6 separate regions of the Mus musculus genome follow, and regions 1, 2, 3, 4 and 6 are each linked to region 5. A link is a contact called in public promoter capture Hi-C data. All regions are on one chromosome and are shown on one strand. The core of a region is the stretch at or near the end of the contact, and the rest is flanking DNA. Distances in the headings are between cores, read along the strand shown. Region 1 holds the start of Tmem223 (transmembrane protein 223). Region 2 holds the start of Gng3 (guanine nucleotide binding protein (G protein), gamma 3). Region 3 holds the start of Ccdc86 (coiled-coil domain containing 86). Region 4 holds the start of 1810009A15Rik (RIKEN cDNA 1810009A15 gene). Region 5 holds the start of Incenp (inner centromere protein). Region 6 holds the start of Ms4a10 (membrane-spanning 4-domains, subfamily A, member 10).

Region 1 (4,388 bases), core at 770-3,269, 1.1 Mb before region 5:
GATTTTTTTTTTTTTGTCTCCAAGGCTATGTATTGTAAATGATGAATTATTTGTGCGGAATGCCAGCCCTGAAGAAATCCAAAGAGCCTTCGCCATGTCTGCACCCACACCTTCCTCCAGTCCAGTACCCACGCTTTCCCCAGAACAGCAGGAAATGTTGCAAGCATTTTCTACCCAGTCTGGCATGAACCTTGAGTGGTCTCAGAAGTGAGTGCTGATCATAGATAGGAGGAACAAGGGGATGGCCTGACAGTGAATTATATAGTGCTTTGATAAAAAGATTCCTACTAAGAATTCTGCATAGGTTATTTTTAAATATTTAAAGCACAAATGAAGATTTGGTTTTCTGTCCCCTTCCTAGCTACCTGTGGCTCCCCTCTTCCCCAATTGGAATTACAGATTAGACCTAGACTTCACATATGCTGCACAGTCGCTGCCACTGAGCCCTTTTCAAACACGGTCTTACTATGTACTCTTGTCTGGCCTTGAAGGCATTAAAGGCATGAGCCAGCAGACCTGGCTGCCAAGTTTTGTTGTTGGTTGGTTGGGTTTTTTTTGAGACAGTTTCTCTGTTTTCCCTGGCTGTCCTGGAACTCACTTTGTAAACCAGGCTGGCCTCGAACTCAGAGATCCGCCTGCCGGGATTAAAGGTGTGTGCCACCACGCCATCTTTGGCTTTTGTTTGTTTTGTTTTTTGTTTTTTCGAGACAGGGTTTCTCTGTATAGCTCTGGCTGTCCTGGAACTCACTCTGTAGACCAGGCTGGCCTCGAACTCAGAAATCCCCCTGCCTCTGCCTCCCGAGTGCTGGGATTAAAGGCATGTGCCACCACACCCGGCTCAACTCCTTACCAAGTCCTAGATTCCAGTGAGCCTGAGCATTCCAAGGGAGCTAGAACTATAGGTGCATACCTAGTACCAAAGTCTTTTTATATATGGTTCTATATTTGAGTCAGGGTCTCACTTGTGCCTTCGCTGCTTGGAAGTCACTTTGTAGTCCAGGTTTACCTCAAACAGATACCTCCCTGCTTCAGCTTCTCCAGAGTGATAGGATTAAAAGCCTTGCCCAGCTGGAACATAGTTTTTAAACCGTGTAAATCCTTCCCTACCAGTGTAAAACTACACGTTGGTTGTTTTTGGTAAACATTTTATGTTTCATTTGTACAAGTGGTGTGACCCTGTGTAAACTTAATGAAAAACATTGGTGACTTTTTCTATAGGTTGGATTTTGGTGACTGACTGCATTTTGGTTCTTATGTGGCTTCCTATTTTAATCATACTCTAGGTGCCTTCAAGACAATAACTGGGACTACACCAGATCTGCTCAGGCCTTCACTCTTCTCAAGGTAAAGTATGGGAATTTTTTTTATTGCTAAAAATGGATCTCTTGAGCCTTTAACAAGGGTCAGATGAAGGCTGGGTGTGGTGATACTTGCCTTTTAATCCAGCATTTGGGAGGAAGGAGGGAGCCAGATCTCTGAGTTTGAGGCTAGCCTGGTCTACATAGAGAATGCCAGGACAGCCAGGGAGTCTACAGTAGCTGGGCAGGGAAGGTGGGAGAGAGGTGCCTGGTTCTACTTACATTTTATCTTTCTGCAGGCCAAGGGAGAGATTCCAGAAGTAGCGTTTATGAAATGATCACAAGAAAAGTCCCCTTGTAAATAGCCCCTGGATAATATTGTCTGGCTGTCATCTGCCGTCTCCTGTCCAGCCCGAGGCCACCCTGTAACTGTGACTGAGGAGGAAGGGCTGCTTCATCCTCCTCACCTACCTTCTGGAAGACTTAGAGAAGACTTCCGGAAGATTGAGCCTCATGGTGCCAGGAAGCCAAAGCTTACTTTGTAGAGCTGACACTAAACTACCCGAAGGACTTAGGTGCTCTGTGTACTTAACCCCAGGATTCCCTTTACTTTTTAAGATAAAGAGTGATATTGTAGTTTGTGTCCCATTACTGGCTTGTTTCCCTCAATGCAGGAGGGGTGGGCAAGTTCGCCGTGATAGGAAGTCCCGCCCCGGAGACGGAAGTGCGCCGCCATGGTGGCGTCTGTGCCGCTGCGGAATGTCAGCCACCTTTTGTCTGTGCTGCGGTCCCAAAATGTGCCCCGGTATTTGCAAAATGGCGTCCCACGGGATGTGCTGCTCTTCCGGCACGAGCGGGGCCGCTTCTTTGCCATCCTTGGACTGTTTTGTGCGGGTCAGGGCATCTTCTGGACCTCCCTGGCTGTTGCAGCCTTGTCCAGACCTCTGAGCCGAGTACCTGCGGAGGCTCCGAACCGGAGCTACCAGGACCTGCGCTCCGCACTCTGGCGCTACGGGCTGGCTGTTGGTTGCGGCACGATGGGTAAGCGCTTGGGCTCCAGATTGCTGTGGGGCTGTGAGCACAACGCTCACTTAGCAAAAAGGGGCTTCCAAAAAAGTAAGTGGGACACACGATATGGGTGCGGTGTAATAAAGTCCCTGAATGCCTTGCACCCTCACCCTGCATACAGTAGGCCAAGATCTGCCCCTCATACTAGCCACGAGCAGGTTTTTGAAGCCACAAATGCATTTTCTCCGTTTAACAATAGAGCTGGCTATCTATAAAAATGTCGATGGGGTGGGGGACGTGGCTCAGTTTGGTTTCTAAGACTGCTTGCCTAGTATGCATGAGGTCTAGGGTTTAGAACCCAACACTGCCTAACATATATGATGGCATCCAGATGTAATCTGGATTTGGACAGAAGATCACAAATTAAAAGTTATTGAACATATAGCAAGCTTGCAGCCAGCATGGAATAATAGACCCTGTCTGTTTTTTCAAGACACGGTTTCTCAGCTCTGGCTGCCCTGGAACTCACTCTGTAGACCAGGCTGGGTCAGAGATTCAACTGTTTCTGCCTCCCTAGTGATTGCGTGCACCACCACTGCCTAGCTACCTTTCTTAAAAAAAAAAAAAAAAAAAAGGATTTAGGAACCTTTTAGAGTTTTAGAGTGTAATTGCTCAAAACTGTTACTTCCATTACAGTAATTTGACTCTAAGGGGTGGGGGTGGGGGTGTCTGTATAACCTTTTACCCCACTTTGCCTCCCTGCAGGAGTCTTGGTCCTTGGTGCTGGTCTCCTCTACTCACTCCGATCTGTGCGGTCTGTCATGCTCCTTGCAGGAGGGCAGCAGGTGACATTGACCACCTATGCCCCCTTTGGCTTGGGTACCTGTTTCACAGTTCCCTTGAACCAGATTTCCTGCATGGCTCACAGAGGTGAAGTTCCTGCTATGCTGCCTCTGAAAGTCAAAGGCCGGCGCTTCTACTTCCTTTTGGACAAAGCTGGACACTTTCCCAACACTCAACTCTTTGATAACACTGTGGGTGCCTACCGGAGCCTGTGAAAAATGGCTTACCCTTCTCAGACGATGCAAAACCCTTAGGGATGAGGAGACTACCAGGACAATAAAAAGGTGCCCAGAATTCACTAACAGCCAATAAATCTCTTCCAAAAGGCTTGATACATGCCTACTTAAGCCATCATTCTGTCCTCTCTCTCATCTATTTAACATCAAGAAATCCATGCCATGATGAAGAAAAGTAATATATTATTTTGGTACAAAAAAGTTTAAGGAGAAAACTGAGGTTTCTAATATAAACAGGGCTGTACAGAGACAAGAGGATTAAAAGCACTGGGGCATGGAGGTTCTGGTTGTAGAAAGCACTTGAGTATTCTTCAGGAGTGAGACTGGTGGTGCCCAACAAGAGCATCTGTCTCAGAGCTCCACTCTTGGTCACCCCTCTCTTGGGGCTGGTATGATGTGGCTTTAAACTTGCACTGCATGGCCTGGAGCAGCAAAGCCAGACACCACAATATCAGATTCACCCAAGAAGAGGTCTGTGAAAGAGAACAGGAGTATGAGGTGGGAAGCCGGCTCCAATCCAGTCCTACCCACACAACATTGATCAGACTAAGGTGACAAGCCCCATAGCTACTTTGAGCTTGTGAATGAAGTACAGCCAAGCACATATTACATGGTGAACACGCTTAAGCTACAGTTGCTTAATCTTAGCGTATCCCTGTGTCTCACTTCAGCAGTATGTAGGTTGGAGTAAAACTGCACAGCAGTTCCTGAAGGTGTCCATGAGGTTTTCTGGGCTTCAGAGCAGCTGTGAAACAAGGTTAAAGAAACAAGTTGTGAGAAGGGGCGGGGAGGAGACGGACATGCTCTAAGCACATCTGTGTCCTCAGAGATAAGGGCCAGAGGAAGGGGATAAAGTAGGAACTTAAATGACTGACATGTCCCCTACAGAAGGACAGTCCCTGTCAGGCTTCCCTCCCTCTCCCGTTACCTAATTGTAAGGTTCAAGGAGATGATGGAATTGCAGAAAGAATTGGTGCCAAATCGAAGTATACAGGCAGACACT
Region 2 (4,386 bases), core at 290-2,789, 1.1 Mb before region 5:
TCCTTACAATGTCTAACGGGCTCGACTGGCCCTGTTCCCTGGATATGGCAAGTGTATCGATTAAGGATCCTCTTTCCCAAGAACGCTAACACAGACGTTGTCCTCTGAGGCTCTGAATGACTTTATTCTTCAAATGCCTTTACCTTTCATAGCTCCAGGTGAGCACCCGGGCATCCCCCTCTCCATTGCCTGAACGGATGGATCACCGAGGGAAACAGGCAGGATTTTGGCAGTTTAGCGGGGTCCCTTTATAGATAGAGTAGAAGGTGCTTGGAGTTAGCCTGAAAGGGTGAGGAGATGGGGTAGACATGGGTAAGGAGGGCCTTGTGCTTCAAATAATCTCCGGGTAAATGCGGGTAGAAGTGATCTACTACAATTTCCAATCTAAGGGCGGGTCTGGGAGGGGGCGATGAGTTCAGAGGAGGTCCACCGCTCTTCAGAGGAGCGCACAGAAGAACTTCTTCTCCCGGAAGGGGTTCTCGGAAGTGGGCACAGGAGTGATGAGGGGGTCCTCACAAGCGTGGGCATCACAGTATGTCATCAGGTCTGCTGCTGCCTTGGACACCTGGAACCCAGCCAGGAAGGGATACATTAACCAGAATTCCTGAAAGGGACTGCAGTTCTCTTCTCCAATAGACTATCTTTTTGTTTCTAGTGCCCTTTGAGACAGCCCTCTCCCCCAACGCCAGTCCTCGGGAACAACTTTGCTGACAAAGCCCAGTTTCTGCCACTGACCTCAGGGTGTCAAGAAAAGAAGCATCTTTTCTTGGGGGGAGGGGGGAGGGGAGGGTATTGCAAACCCACAGCTGAGCCCTGAAGGGCTGATGGGAGCCAGGGTCGCACCCACCTTTATCCGGCACAAGCTGGCCTCAATCTTAAGCTGTTCCACCATCTTGCGTGCTTGACCAATACTCATAGTGCTGTTAACGGGGGTCTCCCCTTTCATCCTGGAGTAAAGACAGTCAGCTGAAACACTCAGCTCTTCACAACCACACACCTGGGATTGTGCCCCCATTCTCCAGTGGCCATCCCAGGTTTTTTTTTCTTTCTTTTTTTTTTTTTTTTTTAAGTAGGGAGAATGGAGAAGATAAAATGAAATATTCTCCTAACCCCTGGGTCCTGGTCATCAAATTATACAAACGATTTAAGGATTTTAAGTCTTTGAGCCAAATATGTTACCAGCAATGAAAGCCTCAGTCAGAAAGAGCCCCACCCTGATGAAATCACATCAGCCACCTGTCCCCCCTCAAGCCCTGAAGAGAAAAAAAGCTGCTTTCTACTCACCTGAAGTAACAGCAGCGGCAGCCAGGGATGTAGGGTCAGTGGGGAGGGGGCACCAAACCCTGCCTCAGATAGGTGCCCCACCCTGCCAGGACTTGGAGCTAAAAATATCCGTAGCACTGACAGTTAATGCAGAGAAGGTCACTAGAGATGCTCAGACGAGATCCTTGGAGGGGTGGTCTCAGTCTCCACAGCTTAAGTTCTGCCCAGATGGCTGGTACCTGAAGGATGAAGGATGCTAGAAGGAGCTGCTGATTCTGGCGCATACCAACTGCCTGGACAGTGGGGGAGTCAGTCTGCTGTTTGCATCCCCTGTGCACACCCTCACTGCTGCTCTCTCACTACCTGCCCCTGCCATTGTACAAGTCCTTAGTCTAAACTAGATAGCTCCCCAAAGGGCCTGAGGCAGAAGCAGGCTCCCCTCTCAAATGGGGTGGTCTGGGCCTGTGACAGCCCCTGCATTAGAGTCTGTCCCCACTGCGGAAGACCCTGCTCATTTGAAAGTCTGACATCAGCTGGGCTGCTGCTCCCCCACCCCCACCCCCACCCTGACACAGCACTTAGCACCTGAATCTTGGTTTCTTTCAGTGACCCACCGTTCTTCAGAGCTAGGAAAATGTAACACTCTACAGGTGATCAGCTTCTAGATCACCACTTTCTACCACGTGAGTGACGCGAGCTGGGAGACCCAGAGGTAACCCATCAGGAAGATAGCTAAAGAAATGATACATCAAAGAAGAGAAGCTGGGGCAAGAGAGACATGCAGAGACCAGATCAAAGGATCAGACAAAGACGAGGTAAGGCACCTTGCCACGAGAGTTAGTGTGAATGTTGTGAACACAGGTGGGCTTCTCGGAGTGGGGAGTAGGGTGGCAAGAGTTGGCACTGGGGAAATAGGGAATCGATTGGAAATTTTTCATGTAATTTGAGTGGATTACTACTATTCAAAAAGATGTGCATTGGCCTTGCCTCCTGGAGGACGTTATCCAGACGATGCCACCATCAGAAATCTAGTCTCATGGTTTTTTGTAGGGATTTTGAGGTTGGCTGCATCACGTGGGTCACAGAAGGTCAATCACGCAGCATAAAAACTGGAGACTGAAAGGGGTTGAAATGCCGCCACGCTTGACTAGCGGACGGCACCATCTGCGCACACAACACACAAGATTCAGATTCTGGCAGGGTGCAAGGCTCTCTGAGCTCCAGTTGGACTCCTACAGGCCCAAGGAACTCTACTGAATTTACAAAAAACAAACAAACAAAACAAAACAAAACAAAATCAGCATTTATTTCACACCTCCATTCAATCACACTGAAAAGACAGGTGGTAAAGGTATGGGCAGAGGGTTGTGGTTGAGGCCTGGAAAGGAGGACCAAGGAGTCCCAGACTGCGTTGGAGATTATAATGGGTCCTTTGGTCACTTAACTAAAGTGTAATGGGCAGAGACACTGGGGAGCAAAGCATTTTACAGGCTCTGCCCTCTATGCAAGGCTCAGCCCCTGTAGGCGATTGACAGTTGGGCGGGGCTTCCTCGGCAGCCGGAACTGCCTTCTGTATATTGCCTGGGCAGCGAGAGGCCGGTGAGTCTGCCTCGCCGCGGTGGCGATCTGGTGTACACCGCATTACCCCAGGGGTGGGCGCCGCAGCGTCGGCCACAGGGTGCTGTGCGGGGGTAGGGGTCACTTCCTCCGTGAGCGAGCACAGGTCCAGGCAGAGGAAAGAAACTCTTGGGAGGCAATTTTGACTGCTCTAAGGCTGCTGGCTTTGAGCCAGACTGGCCGGCTGTGCAACCTTAGGCAAGTCACTCACCTCCTTGCAAACCTCTGGCATTTTGGATCCATGTCATCTGGGTTTCGAGAGAGATTTAAAGGCCTCGTTCTCTGTACGTTATACTTCTGTGAATGTATCAAGGAGGTTTGTCCCAGGCTCCCGAAACTGGAGGAAGAGGCTGGAAGCACACTCAGTGGAGGGAGGTGAAGGAGTAATTGGAAGAGAAGCGCATGTGAAGCAATGACTTTGCTTTGCCCTGCTACCTCTAGTTTTCAAAGCCAGTTGAATAAGCTTTTTTGTCTCCAGCTACCCTGGAAAAGAAACTGTCTTTTCCCTTCTCTTTCTCCAGGAACCTTCAGCTGCCCTATCCCATGGCCAAGGGTATCGTCCCTGTGGAAGACCAGCCAGGAACTCAAAGCCTGAGGCTGGGGCCAGACCCCCTGCTGTCCCCATCATGGTCAATGACCCACCAGTCCCCGCCTTACTGTGGGCCCAGGAAGTGGGCCACGTCTTGGCAGGCCGTGCCCGCAGGCTGATGCTGCAGTTTGGGGTGCTCTTCTGCACCATCCTTCTTTTGCTTTGGGTGTCTGTGTTCCTCTATGGCTCCTTCTACTACTCCTACATGCCGACGGTCAGCCACCTCAGCCCTGTGCACTTCCACTACAGGTGAGAAGGCTGCTCCATTCAAGTAGATGGATCTTAACTTGAAAATTACTTCAGGGACTTGTGGAGTCTCTCCTCTGTTGAATCCCAGTATTGACCGAGGGTGAAATCTTATTCTAGTGTGCTATCAGGACTTCTGCCCTCCTGAGCCAAGGCTTGAGCAGGTCTGGGCTGGTAGGGCTTTAGGGTTCTAGGTCTGCCTCTGCTGGAAATTGTGGTTAAGAACTGAGAAAAAGAGCCTGGTCACGTGTGTAATACCAGTCTGGGGAGGCTGAGTTGGGAGAATTAGCATGAGTTCCAGGCCAGCCTGGAAGACAGGTTGAGAACTTGTCTCAAAGGGGTCTAAAAAAAAAAAAAAGACTAGGAAAAGAAAGTCACTTTTAGCCGGGCAGTGGTGGTGCATGCCTGTAATCCCAGCACTTGGGAGGCAGAGGCAGGTGGATTTCTGAGTTCGAGGCCAGCCTGGTCTACAGAGTGAGTTCCAGGACAGCCAGGACTGCACAGAGAAACCCTGTCTCGAAAAAAAAAAAAAATCACTTTTAGACCAAGTAGGGCTCAGCGTCTGTTCTGTTGAGGTTGCATGAAACCTTTGAGCCAATTCAACTGCCATGGCATCTAAGAATTACACTGGCTTTATTAACACGTGAGCTATTAGGAAATACCTCCTTTGC
Region 3 (4,000 bases), core at 1,261-3,760, 1.0 Mb after region 5:
CACTGTAAGGTTCAATAGTGATACAAACATGCTCCTCTCCTGCCAAGTTCGCCAGCTGGCTCAAGACCCAGCTTCCTAAACACAGAGCAGTGGTGCCTTGTGGACTTCCTTTCTACTCTTAAAAATGTGGCTCGTGACTGCAGTACTGAGGCAGAGTTGATGTTCAGCACTAGTTACTGGAGATGGAAGACAGGCTCCGAGCCCATTACTCACTGCCTATGCGAGCCTGTGCAAGGAAGCCTCTCAGCCACCGCGCCCTTCTGTGTGCGAGCCCGTCTGGCTGGTCACCCGTGGCCATCAGTGGCCTGTATTGTGGTTTGCTCGGACAGGGAAAAGGAACAGCTTCAAAGTTTCTCCGCTTGGTGCCTTTCTCTTTAAGCCTCACTTTCCTCTGTTTAATGGGGTGTGCTTGCGGGAGGGGTTATCCCCTGCGCTTAGGATTTAAGAGTATAACAAAATGACTTCTGTAAAGAGCCTGCACGGAGCCTCGCACGGTCCACCCTTATTCAACGTCATTTTCTTAAAATCTCTGATGCCCTGCTCCCTTACTCTTACGAGTTCTTGTCTCTGGCCAGTAGCTGACACTTCAACTGAACCCTACTTCTCCTTCTCCAGACACTGTCACAATGTCTCCAGACATTGTCACAGACACTGTCTCCATCCATGTCACAACAGTGGACATTTCAACTGAATGCCACTTCTCTTCCCCTGCTGCCTAAACAATGTCCTTTCCACATGAGCCTCCTTCCTCATTCCTTTACTGAGAAATCTAAACTGAGCACTCCCATGCCCCAGCACTGAAGGGACAGGGAAGACCTCATGTCTTAAGAAGGCTGGAACCCAAGGGAAGCTGGCCACCAGAAGCAGGTTAACGGGTTCACTCACACGCTTTGCAATCAAACCTATGCTCCCATCCCGTGTCTCAGTTAGCCTCCTTGAGCCTTGGCTTCCTCAGATGTACAACACCAATCCTAGTAACACCTGCTCCAAAGGGTAGATGATTACATGTGCTGCTGGCTATGAAAGCCTCTCTCTTTGGCCATCCTTACCGTGATACATAACCAGTGTCCCATGATACATTTTTTATCAAAGACAACAGCTAGCAGACAACAGTGGAAAGGACCTCACTATGTTCATATAATGGCCGCCTTTCTTGCTCTGCCTGCCACACGAGATGTGGCGGACAAGGTAAAGGTGGCACGTCTATAAACCCAGCACTAGGGAAGCAGAAGCAGGTGTATCTCTGAATTTCAGGACAGCCAGTGCTATACAGTGAGACCCTGCCTCATAATAAAAAAAGGATGGGAAGAAAGCTCAAAAGAACACCGTCTAGGGCAGACATTAAAGAAATGATCTTTGAGGATCTATCTCCCTCCCCGACCTTAGGGCATTTTGACATTATGATCGTGTTTGTTAATTTCATTCGGGTGAACTCTTTACAACCCTTGGATTGCATTCAGGCGAAGGCAAGGTCCAAATGTACTAAGAACCCAACACATCACCCATGCTACCCCCACTTTACCTCTTCTTGGAGCGGTCTTTCCACACACGCCCGGATTTGGGCTTCCCTTTCGGAATTACAGGAAGCTCCTCCTTCTCTTTCAATTTCTTGGACGCTGGGGCCTGGGGAGAGGCTATAACTCGCTTCTTTAGGTTGAGACTTTCTGTTACTGTCTCTCCCGCCGGAGGCAGCTTGCCTGGCTCCAACTGGCGCTCTGGGGAGCTAGGTGCCTGGACCGTCAGCTCCTGTGCTGGCTGAGAGGGCTCGGGACCCGGTGCTTGCTGGCCCGGGCAAGGCTCGGGGGATCCTGGGATCACCTCCTCTTTAGCGTGGGCCGCCTCAGAGTCCAGTTCTCCCTGTGGGGGAGGTAATTTGGATGGCTGCTCTCGTTGCGGGGATTCCGGGCTCGACTCTGTCTGTCCTGCAGGTGACTCCAGGCCCAGATCTTGATGAGGTTGAAGGGACCCGGGGTGAGGCTCTGGCTGCCTTTGTGGGGACCCATCGTCTGCATCCTGTCTAGGACCGGGTGATCCGGGGCTCGCCTCTGGCTGAGGTCCGGGAGACGGAAGGCTCAGTGGTGGACAGGGCGATCCGGGGCTCGTCTCTGGCTGAGGTCCGGGAGACGGAAGGCTCAGTGGTGGACAGGGCGATCCGGGGCTCGTCTCCGGCTGAGGTCCGGGAGACGGAAGGCTCAGTGGTGGACAGGGCGATCCGGGGCTCGTCTCCGGCTGAGGTCCGGGAGACGGAAGGCTCAGTGGTGGACAGGGCGATCCGGGGCTCGTCTCCGGCTGAGGTCCGGGAGACGGAAGGCTCAGTGGTGGAACTCTCGTAGACTTGAGCTCTCCTGTTTCTTCTGAGTTCGACTTGAAATCTACAAGAGCCCGTTTCGCCCGAGAGACTTCGGGGACAGGAAGGTTTTCTGGAGACAGAGGTTTTAGGCCTTCCAGCCGCCGGCTGCGCCTCAGCGGCGTATCCATGGCTCACGTGTAGCCTCTGTAGCCTTCGGAACTGTCGGCGCCTTCATATGACGTCAGACTCGTCCATTTCCGTACCGGGCAGGAAGCGCACTTGCGGTAGAGAGACCCGTGGGTAGGCGGAGCCGGGGATGAAGTCGGTCCCGGGAGGCTGGGCTTAGTAGACGCATGCGTGTTGTGCATGAGCTCAGTTACAGAGTTTAGTTGCTTGGTTTCTGCGATGCGTTTTTTGCAAACTGCGAGTTCTTGCAAGGGGATGGGGTGGGGGTATATTATACATACACACACACACACACACACACACACACACACACACACACACACACACATATAAAAATAATTTTTTTTTTCTTGAGAGAAGAGGTTGGAAAAAGGCGGAGGGAGTTTGTAGGCAGAGCCGAATCAGCGCGCTAACTTGTTCTGGAACTGCTGGGCCCGCAAACATCGCCTTTTCTTTTATCTTTTGTAGCACAGTAGCTTTGCGCTGTGTAACAAAGGGGAAGGTCCTGGTGGTCTTCCTGAGTGGGAAATCTTCAGTTTTTGAGTTGTCTCAAACGTTCCCATTCTTTTCACTTCCTCTTCTCTACTAGTGGGCCCAAGTATGCAATAGGTGGTTCTCATCTTTGAACAGTTTCAGTTAATCAGCAAAGTGTCAGGTCTGTGGCCCAGAAAACCTTGACTGCTTGTTGTCAATGTTGGGGGTTCACAACCTGTGCCCGAAGTCAGGTCTAGCTACCTTATCCTCAATAAGCCAATTGAAAGAGACACATTAAAAACTGGAAATCTTTAGAAAAAGGAGATTTATTCAATGTAGTCATACTAGAAAGAGGGGCAAAGAGATTCTGTGAATCACCCAAATTTGACCTCAGGGTTCTAAATTTAGATAAAAAATTTAGATAGAGGGCCAAGGATAAATACATCTGAGTAGTCCTTACCAAGGTATGACTCTGCCCACCATTGGCCCATTATTATCTGGGTTTTAGTCTCATCCTGTAAGGTGGTCTGACAAGCTTTTAGAACTCTGAAATCTTTTTCCAGGAGACAAGTTTCCCCTCTGGCTGGTACCTTTTTCTTCTCCCAGCATGAGAATTCTGGGGAAATTTTCATTTCTTTGGAGTCCTCTGTCTGATTGATTGGCTGATAGGCTAAGAGATGCAGTGTCGAAAGCCTTTAATCCCAGCACTTGGGAGGCAGAGGCAGGCAGATTTCTGAGATCGAGGCCAGCCTGGTCTACAGAGTGAGTTCCAGGACAGCCAGGGCTACACAGAGAAACCCTGTCTCGAAAAACAAAACAAAACAAAACAAAACAAAACAAAACAAAACAATTAAAACCTTCATCTCTGCCGGGATGGTTACTTGCTGATCCAGGAGGAGGCAGGGAAGATGAAGACCCAGAGAAACGTTCCTGTGAGCAAGGTAGAAAGCACAATTCTTGGACACACTCCCTAGGCACTGCCACACATGGAGTCAACCTGAGTCCATTCTTAGGGGTAGGGAATAGTACAGCTTCTACATGTCACTAGAA
Region 4 (3,905 bases), core at 162-2,661, 1.0 Mb before region 5:
AAACACTCTCAATTACTAGCTATTCATACAATGGCAAAATTCCAACTCTATGTTTGACCAACAAAAGCAGAATGGAAACTCTCAGAAATCTTTTGAGATTTAACTGAATGTCTTATAAGGCCTTAACTTTTATTCTTTGGTCTTTCGAGACAAGGTTTCTCTGTATCACCCTGGCTGTCCTGGAACTCACGCTGTAGACCAGGCCGGCCTTGAACTCAGAAATCTGCCTGTCACTGCCTGCCAAGTGCTGGGATTAAATGTGTGGGCCACCATTGCCCGGTTTAGGGCTTAATTTTTATACCCAGTCCAGCCATTGGATTTTTTTTTTCTTACTTCTAGTAGGGCAGCTGAAAAGGAGGGTCCTTGAATCCTCAGGCAAATCTCGCTTAGCAACAATTATCCCTGGAGAGCTGTGAGGAACCTAAGGATGCTAGGGCTCCCAGATTCTGCACTGGGAATGGCAATGGCCTCCTTGTATAAGGCTGTTTATGTAGGTCCCAGCACGGAGACAAGTCCACCCCGAGAACATCCACAGGGCATGCCTGTGGAGGATTGAGATCCTAGTTTTACTTCCAATATCTTAGTGAGAAAGCTGTGCCTACCGCCAGTTTAAATGCCAGGAAGCTTGAAGATAAGGGTGCATGCTACCCCAGGTTAGTTCTGCTGATTACACGTGCGCACCATTACGCTAGGCTTTTTACCATAACTACAGGTTTGATTCCCATGCCTTTAGGAGCGCACTTTCTATACTCATAAAGATTTACATCCTGGTTGAGATTTAGCTTATTAAGTCCCCCCACAAGATCGACCAGAGATCTTTAGTGAATAGTCACTATCACTCCCAACATGTGCTTTCGGTCCTAAAGATTTGCAAATTACGAGTCGCAGAAAAAAAAGGTAGCGAACACAGGGTCCTTAGGGTTCACAGACTTTATTGATTCAATAATAAACAGCAAAGAAAATGTTAACCATCACTCCGGGAGCGTCAATGTCGACCTAAAATAAAATAAAAAGCGTTGAGTAACCCAGAGGGGACTGCGGGACCTAGCTACATTTCTGCACGGTTAAGTGTTCCGGCGTCTGAGGATAGAACCCGCGAACGGGAAGCCGCAAGCACCGAAGACATAACGCCGAGAGGGCCAGAGCCCTTTCTTCTACCTCCGTACATTACGGGGAGCGGGACCGCACGCCCGGTCCCCGCCAAGAAAAGGAGGATCTACAAAGTCAGGCCCAGTTCCCAGTAGTTCCCTCGCATATAAAGACAAAATCAAGACTCACGTGAAAACCACCCTTGGAAAGGCCCCGCAACGCGCGGAACAACCTTATATACCCCTGGTGCCCGCCTCCAAGCTGCGATTGGTTCGGAGGCATCAGAGGGCGGGGTCTTTTGCGTGTGGCGGAACCTGTGAGCGGAGCGGAAGTGCGGCTTTTGGAATGAGCCGCGGAGTGTAGCCATGGCACCTCCGGGAGGAAAGATCAATCGTCCCCGGACGGTGACTGAACTGTGGGAGTGGGAACTGCGTCTTTGTTTCCCTTTGCTTCCCGGCATTTTCCTCTTTGGAAACAGGATTAGTTAGGGGCTGGGGTTGTTAGGTGCGGAGGATCCCGGGTGGGTGTGCAGAACCTTACATGCGCATCTTTTTCTTCCGCAGGAGCTGAAGAAGAAGTTGTTCAAGCGCCGCAGGGTATTAAGCAGGGATCGGCGACGGAAACGCCAGGTGGTCGGGGCTGTGATAGACGAAGGGCTGACTACGAAGCACCACCTCAAGAAGCGGGCGTACGTACAGTATTATCCTCCGGTTGGACATTCCTACCCACTTCCTACCAGGTTTCAGAGCATCCCAGAGGTCTCCAAATTTCTTGTTCTCTTTCACGTTTATGCAGCAACTAGTTGAGAGTTATGTTAGTTTCCAAACTACTAGCCTCTTATGGTATCATTGCTCACAGGATTCTGATGCTGTTGTTGATTGTTTTGTCTCGGGTTTTCAAGCAGGGTTTCTCTGTAGCTCTGGCTGTTCTGGAACTTTCTGTGTTGACCAGGCTGGCCTCTAACTAAGAGATCCACTTACCTCTGCCTCCCAAGTTCTGGGATTAAAGTCCTTCACCACCCCCACCACCCCCCAGCTGCTCACTGGATTTTTTTTTTTTTTTTTTTTTCAAGACAGGGTTTCTTTGTGTCGCCCTGGCTGTCCTGGAACTCACCCTGTAGACCAGGCTGGCCTCGAACTCAGAACTTACTGACTTAATACTATTGAGGTACATATTGAAGTCAAATTGTTAAAAAGTCTTAAGTGTTAAAGAGTTCCCTGAGGACACCAGAGCCCATTCAGTAATTTGAATGCAGAGACCTTATAAAACAAAAACTGGGCAATGATGCTCCCATTTAAATTCCAGTGCCAGGAGACTAAGACAGAAAGGTTGCCTGTTGGCTAGCCTGGTCTACAGAGTGAGACCTTTTCTTAGCTGGGGTCATTTTTGAGGCTCAGTTTGGTACAAATGAACCTGGATATTTTTTGTTTCCTGTCACTCAGGTCCAGTGCTCGTGCCAACATCACGCTGTCTGGGAAGAAGCGCAGGAAACTCTTGCAGCAGATCCGACTTGCCCAGAAAGAAAAAGCAGCCATGGAAGGTAAGTCTTGGGCACAGAGGCTACACAACAAGAAGTCTGGATTTTACCTGGGTTTTATCTTTTTTTTTTTTTTTTTTTTAGGATTTATTTATTTATTTATTTATTTACAGTGTGTGCACTGTAGCTGTCTTCAGACACTCCAGAAGAGGGCATCAGATTTTTGTTATGGATGGTTGTGAGCCAGCATATGGTTGTTGGGATTTGAACTCAGGACCTTTGGAAGAGCAGTCGGCGCTCTTAACCACTGAGCCATCTCACCAGCCCCTGGGTTTTATCTTTAATGCTTTCTTTTTCCTTTCCTTTTGTTCAGTGGAAGCCCCCTCCAAGTCAACCAGGACTAGTCAGCCACAGCCCAAGCAACAAAAGAAGATAAAAGCTCCCCAGGACGTAGCTATGGAGGATCTTGAAGATAAGAGCTAAAATCCCTGCCTCTTCTACCAGAAGATGGTCAACAGCACTGAGAAAGATTTGGAGGAACTTTGGAAAAAATATTAGCATATTTCACTTTCCTAGACACCTCTTCTACAGCGGACCCTGACCTCCCCTGGAGGTGTATATTGGGACCGAAGAGGACACAGAGAAAGACTGGAGGGCCACCTCTAGCAGTCAACTCCTTTTGTAATAAAGCTTTAGTGCGTTCACCGTGTGGGATGAAGTGCAGCAGGGATGAGCCATGTAGAAAGGCCTTTGCGTGTGGGTGGAGACACTTCAGAAGAAGGACACATTGTGCAACAAAGGCGACAAGAAGCTACAAAGTGAAGGCATGGTGGCGCATGCCTTTAATCCCAACATTTGCCAGGCAGAGAGGCAGGCAGATCTCTGTTCAAGGCCTCACATTGAGTTCCAGGGCTTTATAAGACCCTATCTTTTTTTTTCTTTTTTTTTTCTTTTTTTTTAGTTTTTGGTTTTTCGAGACAGGGTTTCTCTGTGTAGCCCTGGCTGTCCTGGAACTCTCTGTAGACCAGGCTGGCCTCGAACTTCAGAAATCTGCCTGCCTCTTCCTCCCGAGTGCTGGGATTAAAGGTGTGCGCCACCACTGCCCAGCTGTAAGACCCTATCTCAAAATGAAACTGGTTAGCTTCTTCAGTGCCCTCCCCCCCATCTTTCTAAACACTTCCAATTCTGCATTTCTGGAACATACAGACGATTAAGGGTGGTAGATAGGGAGGAGAGGGTCTGATCATAGTCCACACTATGTTTAGCATTAGAGTTAAGTAAGGAACATTTCTTTTTGGTTGTGTTTAGGGATTCAAACCCAGGGTACCTGCATTCGAGG
Region 5 (3,978 bases), core at 259-2,758:
ATTCATCCATCAACTAATCCTAAAGGTTGTCTCACCATCACACACTGGGACACTCAGTGAGCAACTCAGTAGGCACATGTTAGAACAGGCCAAAACACACCCTGACCTAACGGCCAAAGGCAGCACTAACTGGGGCAAAACCGAATGGATAGGGGCACTGAGCCTTTAGGAAAAAGCATTAACTGTGCAGCCAGCTACTCATCAGCATGGCCTCTCCACTGAGTCTCCCTATCCCCCTGCACCAGAAAACAGCCCTAGCCAAGTCCAAGGCCTCATCAGTTCAAGGCCAGCAAAGAGAAGAGAAAACTGCACAAGGACTCCAAAGACTTGCAGAGGAGCTATAAGAAAGTAACAAATGGGAAATTTTACAAAATGTCTGCTCATGCTACAATCGGAGTGAGCGCTTCTTTCACCAAGTCCAATACCACACTTCTTCTTCCATGGGGAAATGTGCTTTCTAGCAAGCCCTCGCTGAAAAGTTAGAAAAGGTGACTCTGAGGAAAGGAGGAGGTGTAACAAGAATCAGACTCCTGGGTAACTTCACCTTCAGTCCACGAAATAAACAAACCCTACCATGGGAGAAGGAAGGTCACTTCCTCTCCACAAATACTATTTCTGTGCCATTCAGCAGATTAGCAATTGCCATCTCCTCTGGGGGTGCAGGAAATGAACTAAGCATTTCTCCCCACACACACCCCTCCAAGCAGGAAGATCGATCGCTAAAACTGCTCTTCCACTCAAGAGTCCTACTCCATGCCAAGAAACCTCTCAATTCCTTTTTGCCACATACTCCAAGATACCCATGCACATACAAATCTAGGTCAAAGTCACCAAGAAAATCGGAGGGCGGAGCCTGGATTTAAAATGTTTTTTAACCACTAGCCACAGGCCTCCAGGACAATAGTTTCAAGCTCAGAATGACACAATCCCAACGCTTGGCAGCAGGAAGCTGGAGGGAACTGCGCCGCTGACAAGAGCCTACGCTTGCGGGGATGACAAAATAAGTAGCAGGGCGGTCTCCGGAGCTGGGTCAGTTTTTAAATGCTGCTCAGCTGGGACGAAGCTGAGCAGCCGTTGCCATAAAAAGACTCAAGTCCGGGTTTACAGAGCAGCCCAGGCTCTGCACAGGTGTTAGGCCCGGCGTGCGGGGAAGAGGACTGACCATTCTCGGATCCCAGGACTCAAGTGCAGGGCCTCGAAGTTCATCTCCAAGCCTAGAACCATTGGAAGTGATCCCCACACCCATAAGCAACCCATAGGCGAAAGTGACTCCCCTGGCCCATCCTGGGAAGCGAAGAGGCCGGGACCAGTGGCCGAACACCGCGACCCTGCGACTCCCGACGCCCGTTCTCACTCACCCGGCGGCGCCGCGTCTTCCCGGACCACTCCTTTTCCAGTCCGCGGCTTCCGCAGATTAAGCTTCCCGCCACGCCGGACCGGCTGGACTCCCAGTACCGCGAGCTCGCCGCAGGCGAGGACCTACCGGGCGAAGAGCGCGGGCGAATCTACGATTTTCAAAATTGTGGCTCAACCAATTCCCCTTAAGTTTGTCTGGGCGGTTACAAAACTCCAAACCAATCACGTAACAGGACGCACGAGTCCGCTTATCTGCTGGCTGTTAGTGCTGTCAATCTGTGGGACTAGGAGGCGGGGAGAAGAACGTTGACGCTTTTAACACGCCCCAACTTCCGGAAGCTGCGGCAATCTACCCGGCGAGGAAGTGGTTGCGACGAATTACAAGTCCCTGCGTGCACTGCGAAGGCAGGCTTGGTTGGGGAGGATGCCTATTTATCTTCGAGCCAGCCGCTTGGTTCGTTTCAAGTCCGGAATGCTTCTGCGTTCGGAATGACAGCTCTGCTACTTTGCAGTAGTAAAAAGAAACACATTGCAAATCTCACAGAGCCTTCCCTCCAAGAGCAGTCAGGCATATAGTTACAGAATGTTTCCTTAGACCTCCGATTGTCACCCGGAAGTGTTTGCTAAGTACCCTCCAGATTGGACGCCACATACAACGGAGAATTTTTCTGGCCACATATAAAGGTAAAGTCTTGAGTTGAAGGTGTGTCACCACCACCTGTAAAATAAAACACCTCCACCTTCTTTATAGAATCATTCTCAGTAGCCAAGAGGTGGGCGAAACTACAAATGTCCCTGGACAGATTAAACAGAGGGGTTTTATTTATTTTTAAATTGTTTTTCCTTTTATTGAAAATAGATTTCTTTACTCACATACTATATCCTGATACAGTTCCCCTCCCTCTGCTCCTCCCAGTTCTAACCTCCCCTTCCATCTGTATCCACTCCCTTTCAAAACAGACTTCTAAGGGATAATAATAAACTAAGATGTAAAACATAAGATAATACAAAACCTATCATATCTGAATTGGATGAAACAAAGAAAAAAAGCCCCAAGAGAAGGCACAAAGACCAGAGACCCACTTGTTCGAACACTCGGGAATTCCATAAAAGCACTGGAAGCCATAACATATATGCAAGAACCTGATGCAGAGCTGTGCAAACTCTGTCTGGCTGTGAGTCTCTGTATTTGTTCCTATCTGCTTCAGGAGGAAGCTTCTCTGATGATGGCTGAGCAAGGCAATGATCTGAGTGTAGCAGAATGTCAATCACTAGGAGTCATTTTATTGCTATGTTCCTTTAGTAGAACAGTAGTATTTAGTTTAACCCTAGGTCCCTGAGCTATCTTGTCTCAGATTGTTGTTCACCCAAGCAGGATTCGATCTTGTGGAGTGGGCCTTAGGTCAAATCAGATATTGGTTGGTTACTGCCACAGGTTTGTGCCACTATTGCCCCAACATACCTTGCAGGCAGACACCATTGTAGGGTTTTGTTGATCCCACCTGTAATGGTTTGTATATTCTTGGTCTAGGGAGTGGCGCCATTTGGAGGTGTGACCTAGTTGGAGTAGGTGTGTCACTGTGGGTGTGGACTTAACACTCTCACCCTTGGTGCCTGGAAGTCAATCTTCCACTAGCAGCCTTTGGATGAAGACATAGAAGGCTCAGCTCTGCCTGTGCCATGCCTGCCTGGATGCTGCTGTGCTCTCACCTTGATGATAATGGACTGAACCACTGAACCTGTAAGCCAGCCCCAATTAAATGTTGCTTTTTATAAGACTTGCCTTGCTCATGGTGTCTGTTCACAGCAATAAAACCCTAACTAAGACACCACCAAAAGAGAGTAAAGACCATTACCCAAATTCTGTAATTGAATTAAGCAAGCTTTATTTTCTATCATACAGGACTGTCTCCCTAAAGTAGGGTTTGAAAGAACAGCATCAAATACAAGAGAAGGTGGGATTTATATAGCTGCAAGACTAGGAAGGTTTCAAGGGTTGGGGGATTTTCAGAGGATCTTATCATGGAGTGGAGGTCAGGGTATATAGGGTGTGGAATATGTCAAATTCCAAAAAATGGGTCAAGACATAGTCAAGCCCAATTTTTACAGAAATCAGGAATGAACTTAGTTTGGGGGCAGGAGAGGGCAGTCTCTGACACAGTTTCTCTGTGAATCCTTGGCTGTCCTAGAAGTTACTCTGTAGACCAGGCTGGCCTTGAACTCAGAGATCTACCTGCCTTTGCCTCCCAAGTGCTGGGATTAAAGGCATTCAACACCAGTTAAGTGGCTTCTAATCTTAAAACGAAGTCAGGCTGGTCCATCAGTTTATGGCTGGATTTGTGTTTATGTTTCTTTTGGTAGCATACAAAGTACGTTCCTGAACCAAAGATGCTAGAATATACTAGTGAAGGCTCTATTTAGGCATCAGCTCAACTTCTTCATGTTCAACGAGGCTTGTAAGTGTTATCAGCAATGGGGCCTTGCCATTGGTTAATGGAGAGCAACCTGTAGTCTTGGCAACGACCCAAGTTGTCTAGGAATTCCTTTGAGGTCCCTTTGACCAACAATCCAATTAGATGTAACCCAATTCCAGTACTGGAAGCTTCATTTGGTGACAAGAAA
Region 6 (4,341 bases), core at 703-3,202, 1.1 Mb after region 5:
TCTGGTGAAAGAGCTGAGAGCTTTACGGAGGCTGAGTGGGGGTGGGGCTAGACCTGGAATGGGCTTTTGAAACCTCAAAGTCCACCTCCAGGGACACTCTTCCTCCAACAAAACTACACCTCCTAATCCTTCTAATCCTTTCAAATAGTATCATTGGCTTTTGTTAGTCACTCTCTGGTGACTAAGCATTCAAATGTATGAAGCTATCGAGGCCCATTCTTATTCAAACCACTACACCAGGTGGCTAGCCTCCTCAATAGTGCAGTCTTTCTCCCTCCTCAAACTTCCTCTCCTGGGCTTAGGTTTTCCCTGGAGTCCATCTTTTAGTAATAAACCCATAGAATGCTTGTGCCCTGTTACCTTGCCCACCTTATCTTCAGGACTGGGCAGACTGCCCTGGGGTGAAGGTAGACTGGCAGGATGGGAGGGGCAGAGGGAGAATTTTTTGGTCTTCTCTCCCAGGCTCCTCAGCTAGAGGAGCCACAGACCCAGCTGTCTGGTGTCTTAAGGAACCGTAGGGTCTTGGTGATTTATACTCAGCCTCAGACTTTCTGCAAATCTCTCCCGTTTCCTTAGCCTGTGGGAGGCAGAGACAGAGCTAGGAGGATTCTGTAACCTTTTAGTGGGCCAGAACATGAATCTTCCAAGCAGACAGGCCAGGCCTAGCCCTGGCTCTGCTCCTGCATCTCAGTGTCTAAGTCTGTTTCTATGGATACACAGGAACACTAGTGCTTGCCTGAGGGTGGGCTGCAAAGATTAATTGGGCCAGGGCCAGAGGTTAGAATTTAGTAATAAAAGCCAATGATACCTGCCCTACAGCCTGAATCTCACCTGACCTCTGTCTGGTTTTCTGTTAAGAGAGGTCCCATTCTAATCTCCAGGATGGGGAGTTCATTGCTTCTATCTGACTCCTGCTCAGAGCAAGGAGGAAATCAGCTATGGGATCCTGATAGCTGGGAAGGTTGTGTCGAGGAGAGTGTGTGGAGACAGTTATCTGGGAGCACACAGGACTGCCCTTCAGGATTTTGTCTGCAGAGCAATGAGCTGGTTGCCAGGGAATGTCTAGAATGGATAAGATCTGTCCATGGGAGGTCTGGGTTAGAAGGTTGAGAAAATCTTGATGGGAATGTGACCCTAAGCAGACAGTGCAGAAGAAGTCAAGAGAGCAGAGAGGGTAGTGTAGTGTGTGTTTACACATACGTGTGTATGTGTATATAATATGTGCACATATATGTACATATATGTAGATGTATGTATGGGCATGTTAGGCAGAGAAAGGCAGGTACCGAGAGGTATGGAGTCAGTGTGACAGAGTGGCTGCTGGCAGCCACCCTTAGAAGATTGGGTTTTCAGTTATGTTAGGTCAGAAGGGGCCCTGGCATTTGCAAAGTAAACTTTCTCGAGGTCTCAGGGCTGGGCACTTGGTGTAAAGGGAAGATATGGGAAAAAGAGGGTGGAATTTCCCAAGTGTCTTCCTTGCTTTGCTTTTTCAAATCTGTCTCTCTGTGTGCTCAAGGTTCCAGGGTTAGAAGGGACGGGGTGTCATTCCTCTTAGCTCTCAGAATCACCAACTGATCCTGGGTAGTGGGCTGGGCTCCTGGTAGCAGACTCCTTCCTGGAGAGAGGCCCGTAGTAACCCCACTTCCCAGGACTTCATAGCATGGAACATTTGTTCTCCAGCTGTTGTGGACATTGCTTGATAAACAGTTCCTGTTCACTTCTGGGGGGGTCAAGTTTCAGCCACTCACCACCAGCTTGCAGCTACTGACTGACGAGCACAAGAGGCTGATCTCTTGTGTTAAGACTGAACCCCACTTGAGGCCCTGATGACCCTCCCTTGTTTGTTTCTGCTGTGGAGAGGGGGTACTCACCTGGCCCCGGGAACTCTGTTGTAGGCTTCAGCTGTGCCTGACCATCCAGAGCTGCCTCAGCACAGAGCCAGAGGTGGAAATCAGAACATCTTTATGGCTTTAGACTTTGGATTCTTTTCTTTCTGGGACCCACCCCTTGCTCACACTCCCAGCTAATCAGAGATGCATGTCTGGACTAGATCCTTCAAAACCATCTGCTTCCAAACCTGGGCAGGTGAAGATCTGAGTCTCCTTCCTTATGTCTCCCTTTAACAGCTGAGACAGTTAATGTTGCAGTGATGACATTTCAGTTCATGGAGCAGTTCATTGTCAAGTTGGTGAAGGCAGCATTTGAATGAGTTGATTATTAAAATTCTCAAATTTTTATTTGTGTGTGTGTGTGTTGATGTGGGTGGCTGATATGAGTGTGTGATTGATGTGTGTCTGTGTGTCTGTCTGTGTGTCTGTGTGAGTGTGTGTAGGTCAGAGGACTTTGTGAAATTGATTCCTTCTTTCCACCTTTCCACAGTGCTGAGGTCTGAACGGATATTGTCAGGTTGTGCAGTAACTTTAGCTTCTGAGACACCTTTCTGGCCCCTCAAAGAATCTTTTAATTTTTTGAAAGTTAAAGTATCCACAATAGTGGTTACAATGACCCTGCCCTGGGCCTTGTGTCCCTCCTCAAACCAGCCATGGTCATCCTAAGTTCTTGCTTGACTTTGGTCTCTGGTGGTAAGCCAGACAGATGTATTGTCATCTGTGTAAGCATGGTAGTGTTTGTCTTAAAAGGTATGGTCACGTGACCACAAGTAACAGGAAGCCCTGATTGAGAGTGAAGTCCAGCCACCACCAAGCTTGCAGCGCATGTGACTTACAGAGAACTTATATCTAAGGCATGTTTGGATCTTGACCATGGACATGGTGAGATGAGAATGTGTAACTTCAAGCTGTCCAGTCTGTCTCATGCAGAACTAGATAACTACTGTGCTTTTTCTATCTTTTTCCTCTGGTTTTTAAAGACGGAGAATACACATTTAATTGTTAATATTTAATATACATATTAAAGTGTATGCAGCATATGCAGTTAGGTAAATTTGTATGTATATATGTGTATGTTGGTTTATTTGTGTGTATTATTCTCTATCTTACTTTTCTTTCTTTTTTAAAAAACGATTTTATTATTTAATATGTATAATTGTTTTTGTTTGTATGCATGTCTGTGCACCACATGCGTGCCTGGCACTCTCAGAGGCCAGAAGAGGGTGTCAGATCCCTTTGAGCTAGAGCTACTGACAATTGTAACTGCCATGTGGCAAGTGGGTGCTCGGGAGGAATCAAACCTTGGTCCTCTGGAAGAGCAGCCAGTACGCTTAACTACTGCTGAGCTGTCTCTCCAGTCTTCTTACTGTGTGTGTGTGTGTGTGTGTGTGTGTGTGTGTGTGTGTGTGTGTGAGACCACGTGTACACACACAGAGGCACGTGCACACACACAGAGGCACGTGCACACACTAAAGTTAGTGTTATTGACGATGCTCCAAAATGGAATTAACCTGGTTATCCATCAACAGGTAAATCAATTAAACTGATAGAATAAAACAAAAGGTTTATAGTATTGAAAATAATAAAATAAAAATATAAGATGTTACAGATAAATCTCTAACATTTCATTCAGTCAAAAGAGTCAGACACAAAGATACACACATACTATATAATTTCATTTGTGTGATGATTAAAAGCAGGCAGAGCTAGTGATGTTTAAAGAAATAAATAAGAGTCGAGCTTTTTAAAAAGCTTCCCACCTGCTCTGAGCAGAACTGACTCATTGTGGGAATAAGGCCAAGAATTTGTTTCCTTGCCCCACCCACCTTTGATTATTAAGTATAGTCAACAACTGTGGAATGACCAAATAGGGAGCTAAGTAAGAGCCCCTGGGAGTAGTGAGAGCGCCCCCTATAGTTCTCGCACTGAAGTGCCACCCTGTTTGTCATCAGTCAGAAACTCAACCTGATGAAAACTGAGGGGTAGGTAGCCTTGGGGTGTGATTAGGATTAGAAGGCTATGGGGATGAGGGCATAAATGAATCCTAGTACTTTATCAGAAACAGAGAAGAATCAGATTCGCATGCATGATTTTCCTGCCTTTTGTTGAGCAATGCTTTGTGCCACCTTTAGACTCTGCCTGGAGGACAGACTCACCACTGTACGTGAACGTTTGACCTTCAATCTCCAGAACAGCGAGGTAAATAAATCTCTCTCCTTTATTAAAGTTAGGATCCTTGGGTATTTGATAATAGATCGATGCTTCATCCTATGTAAAAACAGAACTCTCTGAGGTTAGGCAAGCTAGGGTTCTCCAACAGAAATTATTGAAGAAATATCTGCCATTATTTAGACTAGGTTTTCTCTCAGATTTTTTAAAAAAAGATTTATTTATTATTATATCTAAGTACACTGTAACTGTCTTCAGATGCACCAGAAGAGGGCATCAGATC

Evidence for each region. Promoter capture Hi-C pulls out the DNA fragments that hold promoters and counts their contacts.
Region 1: a promoter capture Hi-C map of pre-B cells shows a contact between it and region 5. A contact is called at or near these places in 18 of 39 promoter capture datasets (the 3T3-L1 cell line, 3T3-L1-derived adipocytes, the C10 cell line and 13 more), 5 of 130 datasets of targeted methods (bone marrow-derived macrophages, large pre-B cells, pancreatic cancer cells and 2 more) and 2 of 9 other capture datasets (adipose tissue and liver).
Region 2: a promoter capture Hi-C map of embryonic stem cells shows a contact between it and region 5, with 4 times the contacts expected there. A contact is called at or near these places in 21 of 39 promoter capture datasets (the 3T3-L1 cell line, 3T3-L1-derived adipocytes, the C10 cell line and 11 more), 3 of 484 Hi-C or Micro-C datasets (the G1E-ER4 cell line, embryonic stem cells and stem cell-derived cardiac mesoderm), 17 of 130 datasets of targeted methods (the 230-238 cell line, the NIH/3T3 cell line, astrocytes and 12 more) and 3 of 9 other capture datasets (adipose tissue, embryonic stem cells and macrophages).
Region 3: a promoter capture Hi-C map of liver shows a contact between it and region 5, with 6 times the contacts expected there. A contact is called at or near these places in 5 of 39 promoter capture datasets (the 3T3-L1 cell line, hippocampal neurons, liver and 1 more) and 1 of 130 datasets of targeted methods (pancreatic cancer cells).
Region 4: a promoter capture Hi-C map of pre-B cells shows a contact between it and region 5, with 7 times the contacts expected there. A contact is called at or near these places in 17 of 39 promoter capture datasets (the 3T3-L1 cell line, the C10 cell line, the HPC-7 cell line and 9 more), 2 of 484 Hi-C or Micro-C datasets (B cells and bone marrow-derived macrophages), 12 of 130 datasets of targeted methods (the NIH/3T3 cell line, T-cell acute lymphoblastic leukemia, embryonic limb bud and 5 more) and 2 of 9 other capture datasets (embryonic stem cells and pancreatic islet).
Region 6: a promoter capture Hi-C map of liver shows a contact between it and region 5, with 3 times the contacts expected there. A contact is called at or near these places in 5 of 39 promoter capture datasets (cranial neural crest, hippocampal neurons, liver and 1 more), 1 of 130 datasets of targeted methods (pancreatic cancer cells) and 1 of 9 other capture datasets (adipose tissue).

The regions. Positions count from the first base shown.
Region 1 is chr19:8,768,977-8,773,364 of GRCm38.p6, forward strand. It overlaps Tmem223 (transmembrane protein 223), which reads left to right and starts at 2,020. Exons shown (of 2, transcript NM_025791.1): 1 at 2,020-2,339; 2 at 3,072-3,499. The coding sequence starts at 2,033. The coding sequence ends at 3,364. Nxf1 (nuclear RNA export factor 1) reads left to right here. Exons shown (of 21, transcript NM_016813.2): 19 at 25-207; 20 at 1,284-1,344; 21 at 1,598-1,934. The coding sequence ends at 1,636. It overlaps Tmem179b (transmembrane protein 179B), which reads right to left. Exons shown (of 5, transcript NM_026325.3): 3 at 4,314-4,388; 4 at 4,052-4,130; 5 at 3,546-3,858. The coding sequence ends at 3,697.
Region 2 is chr19:8,837,707-8,842,092 of GRCm38.p6, forward strand. It overlaps Gng3 (guanine nucleotide binding protein (G protein), gamma 3), which reads right to left and starts at 1,540. Exons shown (of 3, transcript NM_010316.3): 1 at 1,285-1,540; 2 at 848-947; 3 at 1-565. The coding sequence starts at 946. The coding sequence ends at 437. Bscl2 (Berardinelli-Seip congenital lipodystrophy 2 (seipin)) reads left to right here. Exons shown (of 12, transcript NM_001136064.3): 1 at 1-158; 2 at 1,870-2,078; 3 at 3,402-3,718. The coding sequence starts at 2,004.
Region 3 is chr19:10,946,756-10,950,755 of GRCm38.p6, forward strand. Ccdc86 (coiled-coil domain containing 86) reads right to left here and starts at 2,511. Exons shown (of 4, transcript NM_023731.3): 1 at 1,523-2,511. The coding sequence starts at 2,478.
Region 4 is chr19:8,887,472-8,891,376 of GRCm38.p6, forward strand. It overlaps 1810009A15Rik (RIKEN cDNA 1810009A15 gene), which reads left to right and starts at 1,412. Exons shown (of 4, transcript NM_025463.3): 1 at 1,412-1,493; 2 at 1,653-1,777; 3 at 2,532-2,629; 4 at 2,940-3,288. The coding sequence starts at 1,455. The coding sequence ends at 3,049. It overlaps Lbhd1 (LBH domain containing 1), which reads left to right. Exons shown (of 6, transcript NM_001286103.1): 4 at 1,653-1,777; 5 at 2,532-2,629; 6 at 2,940-3,288. The coding sequence ends at 2,970. 5730408K05Rik (RIKEN cDNA 5730408K05 gene) reads right to left here and starts at 1,299. Exons shown (of 1, transcript NR_027866.1): 1 at 916-1,299. Snora57 (small nucleolar RNA, H/ACA box 57) reads right to left here and starts at 1,214; the gene lies at 1,065-1,214. It also overlaps Mir5136.
Region 5 is chr19:9,897,981-9,901,958 of GRCm38.p6, forward strand. It overlaps Incenp (inner centromere protein), which reads right to left and starts at 1,509. Exons shown (of 19, transcript NM_001369356.1): 1 at 1,359-1,509. Gm50340 (predicted gene, 50340) reads left to right here and starts at 1,698. Exons shown (of 3, transcript NR_168101.1): 1 at 1,698-2,040; 2 at 2,888-3,097.
Region 6 is chr19:10,972,748-10,977,088 of GRCm38.p6, forward strand. Ms4a10 (membrane-spanning 4-domains, subfamily A, member 10) reads right to left here and starts at 1,953. Exons shown (of 9, transcript NM_023529.3): 1 at 1,872-1,953.